Linked DNA regions of Gossypium hirsutum: region 2 is linked to region 1. A link is a contact called in public Hi-C data. All regions are on one chromosome and are shown on one strand. Each heading gives the region's core, a stretch centred on a gene start, on an enhancer-like site or on the middle of the called end of the contact. The rest is flanking DNA. Distances are from core to core; before and after follow the strand shown. Region 1 holds the start of LOC107913360 (leucine-rich repeat receptor-like serine/threonine-protein kinase BAM1). Region 2 overlaps LOC107913364 (kinesin-like protein KIN-8B).

Region 1 (4,433 bases), core at 852-3,351:
ACTTCTTGAAGAAGGAAGAAAAAAACTCCCCTTTTTCCTAACCTGATTATCTAGATATACAACATTTGTCCCTATGGAAACTTGACACGCGTCATAATCCTATTCAATCTGCCGTATAGGTGATTTATAGCTGTAGAGAAACGTGTACAAAACCCAACACACGCACACACACACACACACACACACATACATATAGAAATTTCATCACTCGTTTCTAACCACCTAGTTTATTTTTTTATTACCTTATAATGGGACCATATTTATTAAATAAAATAAAATTATAAGGAAATTTGAAAAAAAAACCCCTTTAAGTGGAATTTTAAAAAGGAAATTAAGCTACTAAAATCTTTTTTTGAAATTAATTACAAATTATGAAATTTTCTGATAATTTTACCCAAGCAAGTAAATTCATTTTTAAAATTTTGAAAATCGTGATACAAATGAAATCCTTTCTTCAAATTCTTTATCCAAACACACCTTTAAGGTTTTTAATAAAAACTCAACATCCATGAGTGACTAAATCAATTTAAATATTCGTTCTCTTCTTAAAAAAATAATTACATTTATTATTAAATTTTAAAAAAATATTTTTATAAGGACCTCAACATCGGTAGGTGTTGAGGTTTGCTTAAATATGATCCACAATAATTTTAAAAATACAAATTTTACACTTATTGTTGTTGAGGTTTTAATAATTATTCTATAAACATTATCTTGACTCCGATAATCTTATAAAATTTGTCAAGACATATAACTAAACTCAACAATCATTAGTACTGAGGTACTAATAACAAAGCATCTCTTGACAAAAAAACTTTTAGAGATACTTATTTTGATACATAAATAATTCTTTTACTATATTCAAATTGAAAAAAAAAACATAGATTAATAGCTTTTATGTTAATTTAAAATGTGTCTATATTAAAAATATTAATTGTGGACAAATAGTAAGTATCATCATTAGGGTGAGGAAAATTCACTTTTATTTGAAAAAAAACGATTTTTAAAATTTTTGAGTTAATTGAATTATACTATTTAATTTTTTTTGAATAAATTCGAATAAGTAATTTTGTTTTCGTTAAATCGAGTTGAGTTTTACAAGTTGAATAATTCGAATAAATTGAGTAACAAATTAATGTAAATATCTCTTGAATTACTAACAATTTTGAAAACATATAATTTGATTTCTCTAAAAAAATACAAATATTCAAAACAACATTCAAAATTCAAAATATTTATATTTTTTTCAAAATTTTATAAATATATTCAAAAAATGAAAAAAATCTAAAAATCTTAAAAATATATTAAATGCTAAATTGTATTTTATAAAAAAAATCTAAAATGATAAATTTGAGGTCTTAAACAAGTAAATTATCAAATCAAATTTATCATACTAATTATCTTGTATTTTTCCATTTTATTTGTTTTAAAAGAGTTTTCAAAATATGTTCTTTAACTTAGAATTTTAATCATACTATCAACAAGATTTATGATTCGTTTAAATTTTTTTAATTTATCTTGAATAAATAAATTCGACTCGATTCGATTCGAATTGAATTGAATCTCATTTCACAAGACTCATTTTGAAAAAAAAATTCAAATTGAATTAGAATGATAAAATATGACTCCTCAATTTGACTAACACGAAAATTTTTCACTCGATTCGATCGGATGTTTTTCACTCGAAGTGGATAATCTCATTGCAAGTGTACTTACATAATTTAATAATTTTATTTTAATTTAAAAAATTATATATTAAAAAATAATTGAATAGAATGATTTGCTTAAGTAAAAATTTTTTAAAAAGTATATATATAAATGTTTTTATTTAAAATTATAGTTGAATTTTCAAAATTTATTTGAGTAATCCATTCATCATGGGTTTAAATTTAATTAGAAGTTGAACAAAATAGAAAATAAAAAATAAATGTATTGCTTAACATTATTCAAATTAAAAAATGAAGCCAACAATCAAAGTCCAAATCTAAAACAAATGAAACATCGAGGGCAATCATGAAATGTTCAAAATCAGCTCTACCCGTAACCAAACAAATTTAAAAATATATATAATAAAATCACACTTCTCGTCTTCTTCACTGACTCACCTCAGTCTCCCCTCCCATTGACCCCCCCCCCATCTTTCCCTCCTAATTCCATTTCAGGGAGAAAAGAAAAAGAAAATCTTTTGTAAGATAGAGCTAAAATGAAGTTTCTCCCCCTCCTCGTACTGTTTCTTCTCCTCCGCATTTCCCATTCCTCTGCCGCACGATCCGTCTCGGAGTTTCGCGCGCTTCTCGATGCTAAATCATCCATTACCGATGACCCTCAATCTTATCTATCCAACTGGAATGAAAGTACATCTCTTTGCTCTTTTACCGGTGTCACGTGCGACCATACCGGTCGTCACGTGACATCCATCGACCTTTCTAACTTCAACTTGTCCGGAACTCTTTCCCCGTCCTTTTCCTACCTCCGTTTCCTCCAAAACTTCTCCGTCGCAGCCAACCAGCTTTCCGGTCCAATCCCGACGGAACTCGCCGCCCTTTCCGCTCTCCGTTACCTCAACTTCTCCAACAATGTTTTCGGCGGTTCTTTCCCTTCCCAACTTTCCCAACTCAAAAACCTCCGAGTCATCGATTTATATAACAACAACATGACCGGGGACTTGCCGGTTTCCGTCACTGAGCTTCCCAATTTACGCCACCTGCATTTGGGAGGAAACTTTTTCAGCGGTCAGATCCCGTCAAGTTACGGCCGTTGGGAGCACCTTGAATATCTAGCCGTTTCAGGTAACGAACTTAGCGGTAAAATCCCACCCGAAATTGGTAACCTGACAATGTTACAGCAGTTGTACATTGGCTATTACAATAGTTTTGAAGGTGGCTTGCCCCCGGAGATGGGGAACTTATCAGAACTCGTTCGGTTCGACGCTGCTAACTGCATGTTATCCGGCGAAATACCACCAGAGATCGGCAAGTTACAGAAGCTCGACACTTTGTTTCTCCAAGTCAATGCACTTTCTGGTTCCTTAACTCCCGCGCTGGGAACCTTAAAAAGCTTGAAATCAATGGATTTATCGAACAATATGCTGACTGGAGAGATTCCACAGAGTTTCGCTGACCTCAAAAACTTGACTCTTCTGAATCTTTTCAGAAACAAACTTCACGGGCAGATTCCAGAGTTTATCGGTGAGTTGCCTGAGTTGCAGGTTTTACAGTTATGGGAAAATAACTTCACAGGAAGCATTCCTCAGACGTTGGGAAGTAATAGAAAGCTTCAGCTCCTAGACCTTTCGTCAAATAAGTTAACGGGGAATTTGCCGCCGGATATGTGTTCCGGCAACACGTTGCAAACTTTGATTGCTTTGGGGAATTTCTTGTTTGGTCCAATTCCAGAAGCGTTGGGGAAATGCGAGTCGCTCAATCGGATACGAATGGGGGAAAATTTTCTCAACGGATCAATTCCAAAAGGACTATTCGAATTACCAAACCTTACTCAAGTTGAATTGCAAAACAACTACTTAACCGGAGAGTTCTCGGTTACCGATTCTCCCATCTCGGTGAATCTTGGGCAAATTAGTTTATCGAACAATCAGCTTTCAGGGGCTTTACCGGCTAGTATCGGTAACTTTTCAGGTGTTCAGAAGCTTCTTCTTGACGGCAACAAGTTTTCGGGTCGAATCCCTGCTGAGATTGGGAAGTTACAACAACTTTCAAAGATGGATTTCAGCCATAACAAGCTTTCAGGTCCGGTGGCTCCTGAAATTAGCAAATGCAAGCTGTTAACATTTGTTGATCTTAGTCGAAACGAGCTCTCGGGTGAGATTCCGACTGAGATTACTGGTCTGAGGATATTAAACTACCTCAATCTGTCAAGAAATCATCTTATTGGTACCCTTCCTTCATCAATAGCTACAATGCAAAGTTTAACTTCAGTTGATTTCTCATACAACAATCTCTCTGGTTTGGTTCCGAGCACTGGTCAGTTTAGTTACTTTAACTACACCTCATTCTTGGGGAATCCTCAACTTTGCGGCCCGTATTTGAGGCCATGCAAGGATGGGGCTAATGGAACTGATCAAACTCATGTTAAAGGTGGACTGTCTGCTTCATTGAAGCTTTTGCTTGTTATTGGCTTGCTTGTCTGCTCCATCTTGTTTGCAGTCGCGGCTATAATCAAAGCAAGGTCCTTGAAAAAGGCGAGAAAGTCTCGAGCTTGGAAGTTAACTGCTTTTCAGCGCTTGGATTTCACTTGTGATGATGTGTTGGACTGTTTGAAGGAGGATAGTATCATCGGAAAAGGAGGTGCTGGGATTGTGTACAAGGGACTTATGCCTAATGGTGATCAGGTTGCGGTGAAAAGGTTACCCGCAATGAGCCGAGGGTCTTCTCATGATCATGGATTCAATGCTGAGATACAGACACTGGGGAGGA
Region 2 (4,510 bases), core at 1,017-3,516, 220 kb before region 1:
CAGTTTGCACTATTTTCCTGACATTCCTCATCTTTTCTATCAAGCTTAAGACTACATTACGTGAAGTAAATATTTAGAGCACTAATAGCTGTATCTTCTCTTCAATTAGATCATGTTGTTGTACTCGTCAGCATAAAGTCTTAGAACTTCAATGTCAGTTCTTTTATGCCATTTTCATGCTTTTGTTCTTAGCTTATTTTGTGTTAAACAGGACATTATGAGGCAAAATTTATACAGCAAGGCTCCTCATGGTTCAATCAGTAGCAGCAGCCAAGACATGGTCAAAGGACCAATAGTCGGTCACGGTAGGACAGCCAATGGTTTTTTGGGATTTATCCCATCCGAACAATCCTTTAGTACACACAACCTGAATCATTCGGTCCAAAATTCCAACCCCTCCAACCACCCAAGCCTTTCCTACATTCATACATTTACTAACCAAAGCTTTAAAACTTAAGGCTGCCCCTCCATTTTTGTATAGCTTTCTTGTATGTTGTACCTCAGTCTTTCTTTCCATTGTTTTGTTTTTGCATTCTTTTCTCTCCAGTGTTGATGTATATACATGAATCAGTGCATCAGAGTTGGCTCAGGAGGAATTGGTAGCTGAATTCTTTGTTTCCCCATTGTGGAGATTAGAGGGTTTATAAAACCCAAGCTGCGGATTGTAGGTTGTTTTTGTAACAGTAATGTTTCATAGAAAAAAAAAACGTTCAATCAATTTCTTCAGTTGAAATCTAAGTTACAAAATGAACGACAAAATAGCTGCCAAGAACTTGTTTGTAATGTTAATGTTAAGTGTTCATTTTATATTTATTCGATGAAATAAAGATTGTGACCAGAAATAAAGTGGAGTGGTCCATTGAATAAGATAGTTTCAGAAAATTAAATGTATTTAACAAATTGAATTTTTTTTTGGTGAATAAAAAATGAGATAACAAGATCAAACTAAATGAACAAAAAGTAATAGTAGCTTTGTCTTGCTCAAGAAAGTCAATCAACTCCCTAGACAAGCATACCATCAATCCCAATAGAAGATATTTCAGTTAAATGATCAGAAACTTGATTTCTTTATTTAGGGACATGCCTAATTATTTAATGTTCTTTGTACTGTAACATCTGCTTAATTCCTTGAATCAAGGCTGAGTTTGATGCCTCCAAATAGCCATCTTGAATATCATTGACCACCTCCAAGCAATTAGTCTGAATTAAAGCTTTAACATACCCCTTTTCTTGTAACAAGAGTAAACCACTTTAGGTACTTCAAAGTTCAGCATCAAAGACCGAACAAACACCTAAATTATGATTAAACCTGACAATCCAGTCACTAAAATGATCTTGCACTACACTAGCGGATGCGTATCTTGTGCTCACATTCATTACCCCATCAGTATGTAAAAAAATACAAATACCTGACAAAGATTGAACCTAAGCTCCAATGCATCTACTAAACATCATAGTCGTATGTACATTAAAAAATTGTCAAACCCAACATAATGAAACTTTAATTATCTCTAAAGGACAAACCTTGAAAAATGAATAAATTCCTATTCTTTCAAAGACGCCATGCAATTAAACCAAATAAGTAGGACCAAAGAACTTCCTCAGAAAGCACCCTTAAATGTAGGATAAGTTGAAACTAACTAGTTTGCAAAGTTGGAAGCAAAGAAAAAATTATTACTCTTATTTACAGGCATTATGCTCAGTCATACCTCTGTCGCTGCTGAACAATCTCTAAAAACATAAAGGTCTCTAGAGGCATGAGTGCAAACTGGGTAAGAAGGATCCTGAACAATTCCTCTCCCAACACGTTTCATGTTTGTAAGCAATCGTTGCTTTAAAGCAAGCCACATAAAGAGGCAAACTCTTTGTGGCCCTTGAAATTTCCATACCGTCTTCCAAGACTCATCTATAGTTCTCTTAAAATTCTCCTAAATCATGTGACACACACTTTTAACGAAAAAAGATTTAGTAGGTTGACGACTCCAAGCAATCCTATCCGATCCCGCTAAAGAATGAGGTTTTGGGATACTGACTATACACCGAACAATGTCTTCAGATAGCCACACCCGAAATAAATCAAGATTCCACAACCCGTCCACTGTTACCATCTCGTCAAGCATGTAATCAGGATCCAAGTTAGCATGCGAAGGAATTAGCTGCATCAATGGTCCTACACTCGAAATCTAATGATCTTTTCAGCAACGAATCGACCTTCCATCTCCCACAAACCATACTAGATTATCTTTAAGTAAAGGCCAAACCTTGGATAAAATCCTCCAAAAGAATGAATTCAAACTTCTCAAAATGCTATATGGATGTACCAAACTAAACCCCAACTTTAACCAGAAAAAAAAGAAGAAGACTTGTTTTGGACCTCCAAACGACAAAACCCAAGTCTTCTAGAAGAACGAGGCTGACAGACTAAATCCCAACTAATGCTAGTTTTTTGTTTCCACTCGACCAACCCCAGATAAACTGTTTGACCAAGCGCTCAATCTCATCACAAACTCCTTCAGGAATCATTGAAGTCTGCATGAAATAATTATGAAAGGATAAAAGCACATATTGTGCTAAAGTAGCTCTCCTAGCTAAAGATAACTTCTTGGCATCCCAGTTGTACAACTTACTTCGAACATTATCCACCACAAATCGAAAAGTGCTATTGGTGACCTTTTCATGAAAAAGAGGAATGCCCAGATATGAGTTGAGATTATCAGTTTTTGGAAACTAAGCAAACTACTAATTTCGCTTCCCACCGCCTCATCACAGTGACCAGAGAGATCACAGAAATTATCCAAAATCTCCTTAAAGGAGCTGTGCATGACCCAAATCAACTTTGTTAAAAATTACCAGATTATCAATAAAGAATAGATGCAATAAATTTGGCCCAACTCTAAATAATCTAATTGGATGCCACTGACCCTTAGATATAGCCAAATGAAAACTATACCTGAGTCGTTCTATACATAGAACGAACAAATATAGGGATAAAAATTGAAATTTTTTATTCCTTATAAACTTTAAACTTTTTTCCTATAAATTTCTTAAATTATTACATCCTTAAACTACACTCCCAAACTATTGATAAACTAAAAAACTTAAATATAGAATTTGTAGTACATAAGATTATATATGTTGAATTTACATTATAAAGTTGTTATCAGTAACACTATTTTAGGTTGCATAAAATAGATTATATAAAACTTAGTTGCATTTTTAGACACTATTTTAGTATTTTTAGAACATTGCATAAGAAGCTTAGACGGTGCTTAAATATTATTATTTTTTACTTTTAATTGCATGTGGAAGGGTTGTGTTTCAGGTTTGGCAAGTGCAGGTTGAGCAACGAGAAATAAATGAGTGTAGGTTTGCCGGGACAAAAGGTTTTTATCTTAGAAAAAAAAAATTTAAAAAGAGGATAATCTTGGGTTGTTGAAAAAAGAATTTAAAAAGAGGAGAAGATAATAATCTTGGGTTGTTGAAAAAAGAATTTAAAAAGAGGAGAAGGTAATCTTGGGTTGTTGGATTTACCCTAAGGAAAAAGTCTACAAAAAGCCAAAGGAGGAAACCCAAAGACGGACGAACAAGGGTGGAGATCCATAGGTGAAACTAGAGAGTAGCGGTTGAGTAGAGACGGAAAGACGAAGACGAAATCAGTCCCTCTCAGCCATCGCAGGACACTGTTGTAACAACCCAATTTCAATGGTGTCGAAAACAGTGGTTTCAAGACCACAACTCTAAAAAGTGAGTTATTATTTTAATATTTATTTAATTTCTATAGGGTTAATTTAAGATAATATTAAATTTTTGTTATGAAATTTTGAGGTTTAAGTAGTTAATTAGGTAAAAAAGACTAAATTACAAAATGTGTAAAAGTTGAGTTCTATTAGTTAAGTGGATTGAAAAGCTTTAATAAGATGAATTAATGGACTTAGATGGTAATTATACCATATATGTTGATGGTGGACAAATATGGACATGTTTATGTTAGTTTTTAAGTTATAATGTAAGGGTAAATGAGTAAATAAACAAAAATCATGAAATAAACCAAAACAAAGCTATCATCTTCTTTTTTTGTTCTTTTTTAAACCAAAATTAGCCATTGAAGGGGGGAGAAAGCTTCGGTTTTGAGTTTCTTCATCTATGGTATGTATTTGAGCCCCGATTTTAATGATTTTTATGTTTTTGAGCTCGTTTTAGCTTAATCTAGCTAGCCCAAGGGTTAATTTGCAAAACTGTTAAAGGTTGAGGGACTTTCCATAGTTGAGTTTGAATGTGTTTTGATGTTAGTTGATAGATTATCAATCTTAGTTGTTAAACAAACTTATTTTGTCAAGTGATTTTTGATGAATTTGGAATTAGGGGTTAAATTGTTGAAAGTGTAAAAAGTCATGGGTTTTAATGTGAAATTTTGGTAATTATGGGTTGTTCAAGATCCCTAGTAAAACCGGTTAACATGAGTTTAGGTTAAAATGGTTAAATTTTAAGTTACGAGCTTAAGGACTAAATT

Evidence for each region. A called contact is a pair of places that touch in the nucleus more often than the background predicts.
Region 2: a Hi-C map of callus shows a contact between it and region 1, with 4 times the contacts expected there. The contact joins the enhancer-like site here to the promoter of LOC107913360 in region 1. A contact is called at or near these places in 6 of 34 Hi-C or Micro-C datasets (callus, leaf and seedling).

The regions. Positions count from the first base shown.
Region 1 is chrD11:29,919,042-29,923,474 of Gossypium_hirsutum_v2.1, reverse strand. LOC107913360 (leucine-rich repeat receptor-like serine/threonine-protein kinase BAM1) reads left to right here and starts at 2,101. Exons shown (of 2, transcript XM_016841916.2): 1 at 2,101-4,433. The coding sequence starts at 2,204.
Region 2 is chrD11:30,143,972-30,148,481 of Gossypium_hirsutum_v2.1, reverse strand. It overlaps LOC107913364 (kinesin-like protein KIN-8B), which reads left to right. Exons shown (of 17, transcript XM_041104033.1): 17 at 212-867. The coding sequence ends at 264. Among protein-coding and RNA genes, the nearest start is that of LOC107913364, 9.7 kb to the left of the region's middle. Within about 2 kb of position 2,266, at least 4 of the 9 cell types and tissues checked have an H3K27ac peak or open chromatin away from gene starts, as enhancers often do.